Linked DNA regions of Bos taurus: region 2 is linked to region 1. A link is a contact called in public Hi-C data. All regions are on one chromosome and are shown on one strand. The core of a region is the stretch at or near the end of the contact, and the rest is flanking DNA. Distances in the headings are between cores, read along the strand shown.

Region 1 (4,326 bases), core at 504-3,003:
GGAAAGTGCGCAACTGATTGATAATACATTTTACAAGAAGAAAAATTAAAGGAGGTAAACTGCTGAACTCTCACAAATGGGCCTGCCTACAACCTAAAACTTTCTGCAGGACGCGGGCCTGGACGGAGGGCCCGGGGCCGAGGGTCCAGCGCGCCGTCCTCCGGGGGCTCGCCGGGCGGGCGAGGGTGGCGGCGCCGCCGCGGTCCAGCCAGGGGGTGTGTCCGGGGGTCCCAGCGCTAACTCAGACCCTGCCCTCCCCGCCGCGCCCCGGCCCGGCCTGGGGCGAAGCGACCTCGCCCCCGGGAGTGGTCCCCAGCCTCGCCGGCAGATCCCCCAAAACACACAGACTCTCGTTGACTTATTAAATGTGAGGCAATCAGGCAGCTCCTTTTTTAATAGCCCGAGATCTACATTTAGACAAAAACAGATCCGAGTTCCTGGTAAAGGCGTTTCTTCTCATCCTGTCATAAGTGACAGGAACGGAGGGAAATAGACTGGAGGAGAGAAGGGGTGGGGGGAGGTGAAGGGGAGGGACAAGGAGGGGAGGGAGATGGGAGAGGGGGGCCGCCGGGGTGGGGGTGCAGGGTGGGCAGTGGGGGAGGGAAATGCAGGAGACGGGAGAAAGGGGGATCGGGTGCGTGGGGAGAGGGGGTGTAGGAGGGGGTCGGGGAGGGAGTGGAGGGGAGGAGACGGGGAGTGTGGGGAGACGGGGCGGGGAGACGGGGAGAAGGAGGGGGAGACGCGGAGGGGCGATGGGGGGGCAGACGGGGTGGGGAGACGGGGAAGAGATGGGGGTGGTGAAGGGGGTGTCTGACGAAGATCCGCGCGGGGATACGAACACTCCGGCGGCTTCTAATTAAAGACCGGAGCCGGGCCCTCGGGGACCCGCCTGACGTCGGCAGCCGCGGGGATAAGAGGCGCCCAGAGGTCCGAGGCCGGACTCCGCCAGCCCGCACCCCAAGCCACTGCGAGTTCCGCGCCCGCAGCTCCGAGGCGCCGCGTCCCTTCCCCGCGCGTCCAGTGCGCCCCGCGGCCGGGCGCCGCCGGGCATGGAGTAGGGAGCCGGGCGCCAGCTCCGGGGCGCGGGGACGGACGCCGGAGGACGCGCACGGCTGCGGGGCGCGGGGACGGGCGACCCGGCCGGGTTCCTGCGCACAGGTGGCTCCGCGGCTGGCGCCGGGCAGGTACGAGCCGGGCTCCCTCCCCGGGGCCAGGGGTTTTCCAGAACCGGGCCCAGCGGGCGTCTGGGGAGAGGGTCTCGTCGCCGGGGCTTTTCGGCGGAGATCGGGGACACCGGGAAGAGGGGCGACCGCCACACAAAGGCGCTGCTGGAAACTTGAGCCCGGCCGCCGGGCGGGGCGCCCACACCCCCGGCTTGCCGGGGTGCGCGGCGGTTCCCTGAGGCAGACGCCTGGGCCCGAGCCCCCGAGCCCCCGCTGCCCCCGCTCGGCGCCCGTGGGGGAAAGAAAGTTGCGGCGCTGCGCCGCGCTGCGGGGCTCCGGCCAATGTGCCATCTCCAGGAAAGTTCGGGGCCGCGGCGGGGCCGAGGCGCGTGCCGCCCTGCGCGGAGGGCGCGCGGCACCCAAGGCGCGCTCTCCACGTCGCCGCGAGGGGCCTCGGGGAGGGGGCGTCCGCGTGGGGACCCCGCCCAGCCTCCCGCCCGGCCCCGCGGCGGCCTTCCCGGTCCGGACGGCGCGGGGCGCCCCTCCACCGGCTTGGCGACTCCGGGGCGCGGGGGCCGGGGCGCGCGGTCCGAGGGGAGTGGCCTCGCCGCCCTCCCTACCGACCGGCTCTCCAGGTCTCCGCGCACCCTGTCCCTCCAGCGAGCCGAGCTCCGGGAGCGCACCGACCCCACCCGGCCCGGCCGAGCGCAGAATGCACGGACCCGGGCGCCCCCTCCTGCTGGGGCTGCTGCTTGTGCTGGGGGCGGCGGGGCCCGGCAGGGGCGGCGCGGAGCCCCGGGAGGCCGCGGACCGACAGACGCTGCTGCGGCTCATCGTGGAGATCGTCCAGGAGCTCAGGAAGTACCACTCGGGGGAGTCCAAGAGGCTGCAGCTCTCGGGCCGGCAGGACTACACCCTGGACCGCAGGGAGGTCGCGGACTACGCTTACCCAGAGGAGCAGAGAGTGGGTGAGTCCCCGCCCGCCCGCTGTGGAGGCGAGCGCCGCCTGCAAAGGCCTCCAGCTTGTGGGGCTGGCCGAGCCCCCGGGTCTGCCTGTCTGGTATCAGGGGACGCTAGAAGAACCAGGACTTGCTTGGAGATAGAACTCTGAGAACGCATACGTAGTTTTAAAATATAAATGCATTTCTACTGTTTTTTTTTTTTTTTTTTTAAAGCTGGGAAATATTTTTATTTAAAAAAGGAGATAGGAATTCCATGAATGATGCCTGGCAGATAACATAACTACCCCTCATCCACATCTAAGACGTGTGAGTTGTTACCCGGGTCGGTAATTTCAGCATGGAACTGTCATCTGTTATTTTGGAAATGGAAATATTTTCAGCAAAGCAGTTTCAACTGAGACAGAAATGTTTCAGAACCCCCCACCCCCATCCCCACGGCAGAGCCTTCCCAGAGTGGCTGCCCTCTGGGAAATTTCCAAGGAAAGCATGCAAGCTTTTAATGCTTTCATGACACAATCAGGTCAAATATGATAAGGTCAATTTTATATAGACGGACTAAACTTAGTTGTAAACGAAGACTGACATTTAGGAGATGTCTAAACCTTGCAAGCAAGATTCTTACGGAAATTTTCCCTCTTTGAATGAGAATTGGTGGTAGTGTGACCACATGCCATCACATTACTAGTGCAGATCAGGTGAGGAAAAGTGAATCCAGATGACTGTTAAAAAGAGCAAAAGCAAAGCTGAAAGCAGAAAGGATGTCAGCCAGGCTAGTCACCAACACCAGCTGGGACTGTGCAGACACAGCTTTCCCTGGGAACTGTACTTTAGCTCATCTGCCCGGTTACGTCTGTTTGCATGCATTCATACCAACCTTCACAACAGGTGGTATTGACAGACCCTCACCCTTTTTCTAAGTGAATACCTAGAAGAATACGCCTATGGCAGATTTTTTTGTTTGTTTGAAGGATGATATCAGGTTTTCCTCTTAGAACTTTGAGAGACGGTTGAATTTGATTTTCTAGGTCTTCAAGATCAAAGTGTCTAGAGTGATTTATTCACTGGAAGATAACTGTCACACACACACACACACACACACTTCATGGTCCCTGCCTCTCTCCTGATGGTGGAGATCGGTGTTAGTAGCAGATCTTGGAGTGTTGTGAACCTGATTTGAGGACAATGTGCCCACTCACCCGTCCTCATATCGCCGTGTATGGCAATCAAGGGGCTGCTATGATTGCTGTTTATAGCCGAATATCCTGTAATTTTAAAACACCCACTTCAGATCACATGAGAAAATGCTTCTTTTGGTCAAGTTAATAATTTACTTCTTTTCCCTTAAACAGAAATTGTCCCTCGAGATCTAAGGATGAAAGACAAGTTTCTAAAACATCTTACAGGTAAGCTTGCCCCTCGTTCCTTCGCCTCTCCCCAGATACTGGCCTCCCAGGAGCTCTTACTATCTGTTTCTCCTTGCACGCTCCAGGCCCTCTGTATTTCAGCCCAAAGTGCAGCAAACACTTCCACAGACTTTACCACAACACCCGAGACTGCACCATCCCCGCATGTAAGTGACCACGTCTGAATCGCTGCGTAGAGTAGACGTGAGTATGGGCCTCCCCCTGGGTGAACAGCGCCTGCCTTGTGTCACCCAGACTTGCTAGTATTTACTCCCTGTTGACTCTGCAGTCAGGGGCTGGGCTGAGCAGACCATTGAGGAAGATAACGACATGCAGCAGCTAGTGCCAAACAGAACACAGTTTACATTTGCTGGAATTAATCAACTCTTGGAATGGGCTGGACTCCTCCGTGCATTTCTCGAATTCTGGCCTCATGCCTGTCCTTGTATCCACTCGACTCTGACAGTGGAGCAGACGCTTAAAATGAGTCGCTAAAGTGACTACTGTAGGGTATAAAGTATCGAAGGATGGATCTGGACCATTCCCACCACCCTGGCCAGAGACTTTTTGTTTCTACCAGTAATTATAACCTCATCACCCAAGAATTTTACTGCTATTTCAAAACTTTGCTCTTCTGCTTGGTTTCATCATTCATTCAGAAATGCAGGTGCCCCTCTTCATGTGGCTCTCAGCTGTAACTTTCTGGGTTATCTACAACAAAATGGATTTCGTTTCCCCCAAAAGTGGCTCCTTGTGCTCTTCACAAAACATGCAATGATGACAAGTAGCTGAGTAGCT
Region 2 (4,283 bases), core at 402-2,901, 130 kb after region 1:
AAATATAGCAAAGTGGTACATTTGCTTGGCTAAGACCTAAACACGCCATTGGATGAGCAACGTAAAAGTGTTTTTCATGTCTCATTTTGCTGAGGGTTAGTTTCTCAAGAAGAAGCATATCTGCTTGTTTACTTTCATCTTTCTTTTTGCCTTGAGATGCTTTCCCTTAAATGTCTGGTGATCCTTTATTTCCTGTTCAAACTTAACATTGTCACATCAAAAAGGTGAACAGACTCTACACTGTCATTAGTAAAGTCTGTCTTTAGTAAGGGGCTTGCTTTGGGGAAATTTGATAGGGAGTGCTCACTAAGCTGAAATTTCCCAAACATTAGAAAGTGATGTGTAGACTTCTTCGTTTCTCTAGAGTAAAGTCCCCCATCTCCTCTTGGGAGCAGGGTGCATGCATGCTGGTGCTTTGCTCACTGGTGGCAGGGAGGACAGGCTCGCAGGGAGGGTTGAGGCGGGTCCCGTTCCAGGCGCAGGTTTTCATAAAACCCTCTGTTTGCAGAGGGGTGTCTCTTTTCTGCTCTGGATGCCCTGAGTCTCAGTGTCCAGAGGTCCTCCCATGTATGTGGGTTGTGGTTCCCTTCACTTTGTGTGAGCTTCAGGGCACCTGCTGTGAAAGAGACACTGTAATGACGCTGCTTTCCTGGAAGCAAAGGGCAATAAGGGGGATACTTGGTTCTCATCTTTAAGCTGGAAGGTTTCTCCTCTGACAGTAAAACTTGAGAACACGTGCAGTAACTTAACTTTTGGGACAATTCTAACATTTTAAGGCACCAACTTTTTCTGTTTCCTGAAAGTGGTGATAAGAGAAGAGTTGATTATTTAGCTTCGGCTTTGTTTCAAATATATTATGCCAAATCCTGTGTCATATTGTTTACCCTCAGAAAATACAAATCAAATTTTGATATAGGGTTTTCTTGGAAAAAATTACTTAACTACTCTTTAATGCCCTACTTAAGGTGTAACCAAATTTTATTTGAGAAAAAAAATTTATTCTTTTCTCTATATAAATTTTTCCCCAGATAAAGATATTGTACTTTGCAAAACATATAACATATATTATTTGGGAATTCTAAATGTCTTTATTGGTTTTCATGAAACATTTGGTTAAGACAAATGACCTGGCATCACCAACTCTATGGACCTGAGTTTGAGCAAGCTCTGGGAGATGGTGAAGGACAGGGAAGCCTGGGGTGCTGCAGTCCATGGGGTCACAAAGAGTCAGACACGACTGAGCGACTGAACAAGACACCTGAGCATCTGGCTGGGAACAAGGAAGGAACGGGGAATTCTTAAGGAAAACAAGGAGAAGGTGGTGACTCTCACTGTCACCCTTTCCCAGAGGCATAAACTGAGCCTTAGAAAATTTTCAAGTGGAATTGAAATGGGTGCCTGATTTTATATTCTGTAGCTGAACGTTCTTTCTCTTCCATCCTGAATTTCTTGGCCAAGGCTACTTGTGAGCGTCGGCCTCGCCCACTGAGCACACATTCGCGCTTCTTCTCTTTCGTCGGAATGTAGCAGGTAGATTTGAGAGGAGTCTGTGTGGCCAAGTCCCCGCGCTCGGCAAGGGGTGCCCAGGGGCCTCTGTTCTGGGCCGCGTCCCTACCATTCTCACGCCGCCCCCTTGTGGCCGACGTCCAGTCCGTAGCGAAGACTCTAGGACGCTTATCAGCGGCCCCCGCCTCCGGGGAAACACGTTCCTGCGCATGCTGTGTGCTGAGTCGCTGTAGTCCTGTCTGACTCTTTATGACCTTAGGGACCACAGCCCGCCAGGCTCCTCGGTCCATGGGACTCTCCAGGCAAGAAGACTGGAGTGGGTTGCCATGTGAAAAGTGAAGGTGTTAGTTACCAAGTCTGTCCAACTCTTACCCAAATAGGTGCCCACATAGAGGTAAATTATTTGATTAGATTAGTGATACCTGAGAGGTTGAATACCTTTGATGTTATCAGAGTAGTTTTCAAAATGTGTTGAGAGAATTCCAAGGAGCTTCTTAAGGTCTAAATTTTATTTATTTATTTTTAATTTTAATTTTATTTTTTAGCTTTATAATATTGTATTGGTCTAAATTTTATATTTAAATTCCTGTTTAACCATTGTGTTTCCTCCATTCCTGGCATGCTTTTTCATGTTTTAATATTCCTGAAGTCGAGATGTGCATGACAGTTGATGCAGTGAGGTCTCTGGTCACTAGGAAGAAGTATCAACTCATGGGTGGTGACTGTTCAGTTAAAAGGATCTCAGCATCGAGAGCATTCAGGCCGTGATCATTACCTATTCCTCAAAGTTTAGAGGCAAGAGGACCACATATCTTTCTTTTTAGAAGTCAAATTATATCCAGTGGAAGCTCCCACGTGCCGGGATGTGGAAAATTCCAGTTCACAAGTTTATTTTCATCTTCTGCACCAGGGCACCGGCCTCGTGTGCACCCCAGGGAAGCCCCACAGGATCCTGGTCCTCCTCCGGGGCATCGCCTCGCTCCCGGACCTGTGACCCCCACGTGCTGGCCCCTCACGGGACAGGAGAGGGCCGGCTGCCCTGGGCTCCTGGGAGGGTGCTCCTCAGAGGACTTCTTGGAGCTCAGATGCTGGTGGCACCTTTCTCCTTAAACTGTGGTCCAAATTATATTTTGTCTCAGGGTGGTCCTCCTGCCTCCTGCCCATACCCTGGGATCACGTGAACCTGACCCGTTACAGCGATAGCCTCGCTCTTGTGCGCCTTTATGGATGCTGTCCTCCAAACTTCATTCCCGTATTGGAGCCGGTAGAAAATATAACTAAATAGTAGCTCCATTTCTATAGCTACTATCAATTATAGTTTGTGTTTTTTATCTCTATTTGTCATGCCAATGGCCTTTTTTTTCCCCTTTCAGTTTATCCAACTGAAATAACTTCTGCCCAGGGAGCAAAGCACTCAATCTTTTGACAGTTGTTAGGTTAACTTTTGCAACTTTTCCTGATATAAACTGAACTTGCATGGTTTTGCTTCCCACACTTGCTTTCATATAATATCTGGCTAATGTTTCTCTGGTCAATAACACTGTGGTGCTTACTTTTATGTGTCAACTTGAGGCCTAAAAGTGTCCAGAGTAAGGGTTATTTCTGGGCGTGTCTGTGAGGGTGTTTCTGGATGCAGGTAGCACTTGAATCAGTGGAATCAGCCATGCAGACGGCCCTCCCCCCACAGTGGGCATCGTCTCGTCTGTTGAAGGTCTGGACAGAAGCCAAGGCAGAAGGAGGAGGGCGTACCCCTTTGCTTCCTGCCCTCCTGGACTTGGCGGGGGTTGGGGGAGCTCCTTCAACGAGAATGCCCAGGCCAGAGCCGGCAGCATCCTCAGCCAGGGCAGGAGCAAGGGGGTGACAGCCCTGCGCTGAGGAGTAGTTGCTGTCAGCAGCTGGCAGGATTTCTCCCAGATAAGGTTTCAGGCTGCTTTGTCTCCTGTTTTCTGGTTTAAACATTATGCTCTACATACCTCTTATATATAAAAATACTAGACATTCATTGGCTATATCCCATCTCATCTAACCAAAACATATGCTTTATTTAAACCAGTTTCTTAGTTGGGAGGCTTTTAATAACTTTATTTCTTCTTCACTTTCTGTCTTATATATCTTCATACAAATGTGCCTAAACAAATGTGATCATTTACTTTGGGTGGATACAGCAAAGTGGAGTTAATTAGACAAAGACTATGAACTTTCTAATAGTTGAAATTTATATTGTTGCTTTTCTCATCGGACAGATAGTGCCAGTGTATGTGTGGTTCACTGAGCTTCCCTCGTGGCTCAGTGGTAAAGAATCCGCCGGCCAATGTAGGAGATGCGGTTTGATCCCTGAGTGCGAAGATCCTCTGAAGAAAGAAATGCAACCCACTCCAGTATTCTTGCCTGGAAAGATTCCATGGACAGAGGAGCCTGAAGGGCTCCATGGGGTCATCAAAGGGTCAGACACGGCTTAGTGACTAAACAACAGCACGCATGGTTTATCACCAACGTGCTGACAGCATCGCTTTCTAACTTTTTAAAGTTCACAAACTGCAAATGTTTTGCTCTCATTTTATTAATTCTTTGTAAATGATATTTTATGTTTTTTAAATTACACTGCCCAGTTTCATAGTGTTTATGAATCATTTCTAAGTCCCTGACTCGGAGGTTACTGTCTGGAGAATTTAACCCTGAGGTCCTTAGTGGGAGTTATAGCTGCTCTATATTGTTACAGACCCTCATGTGTGAAGCTTGTCTCTCCTTCATTTCGAGGGTCCTGTGAGTTACCAGTA

The links. Hi-C and Micro-C count contacts between places; a contact is called where the count stands out from the background.
Region 2: a Hi-C map of liver shows a contact between it and region 1, with 2.6 times the contacts expected there. The contact joins the enhancer-like site here to the promoter of ALKAL2 in region 1. A contact is called at or near these places in 2 of 11 Hi-C or Micro-C datasets (liver and skin fibroblasts).

What each region holds. Positions count from the first base shown.
Region 1 is chr8:112,738,338-112,742,663 of ARS-UCD2.0, forward strand. It overlaps ALKAL2 (ALK and LTK ligand 2), which reads left to right and starts at 1,754. Exons shown (of 5, transcript XM_024996377.2): 1 at 1,754-2,131; 2 at 3,475-3,528; 3 at 3,615-3,695. The coding sequence starts at 1,876.
Region 2 is chr8:112,863,525-112,867,807 of ARS-UCD2.0, forward strand. No RefSeq gene overlaps it. Among named protein-coding and RNA genes, the nearest start is that of FAM110C, 52 kb to the right of the region's middle. Within about 2 kb of position 1,652, at least 9 of the 102 cell types and tissues checked have an H3K27ac peak or open chromatin away from gene starts, as enhancers often do. A contact at or near this core is called in liver, where this site is marked.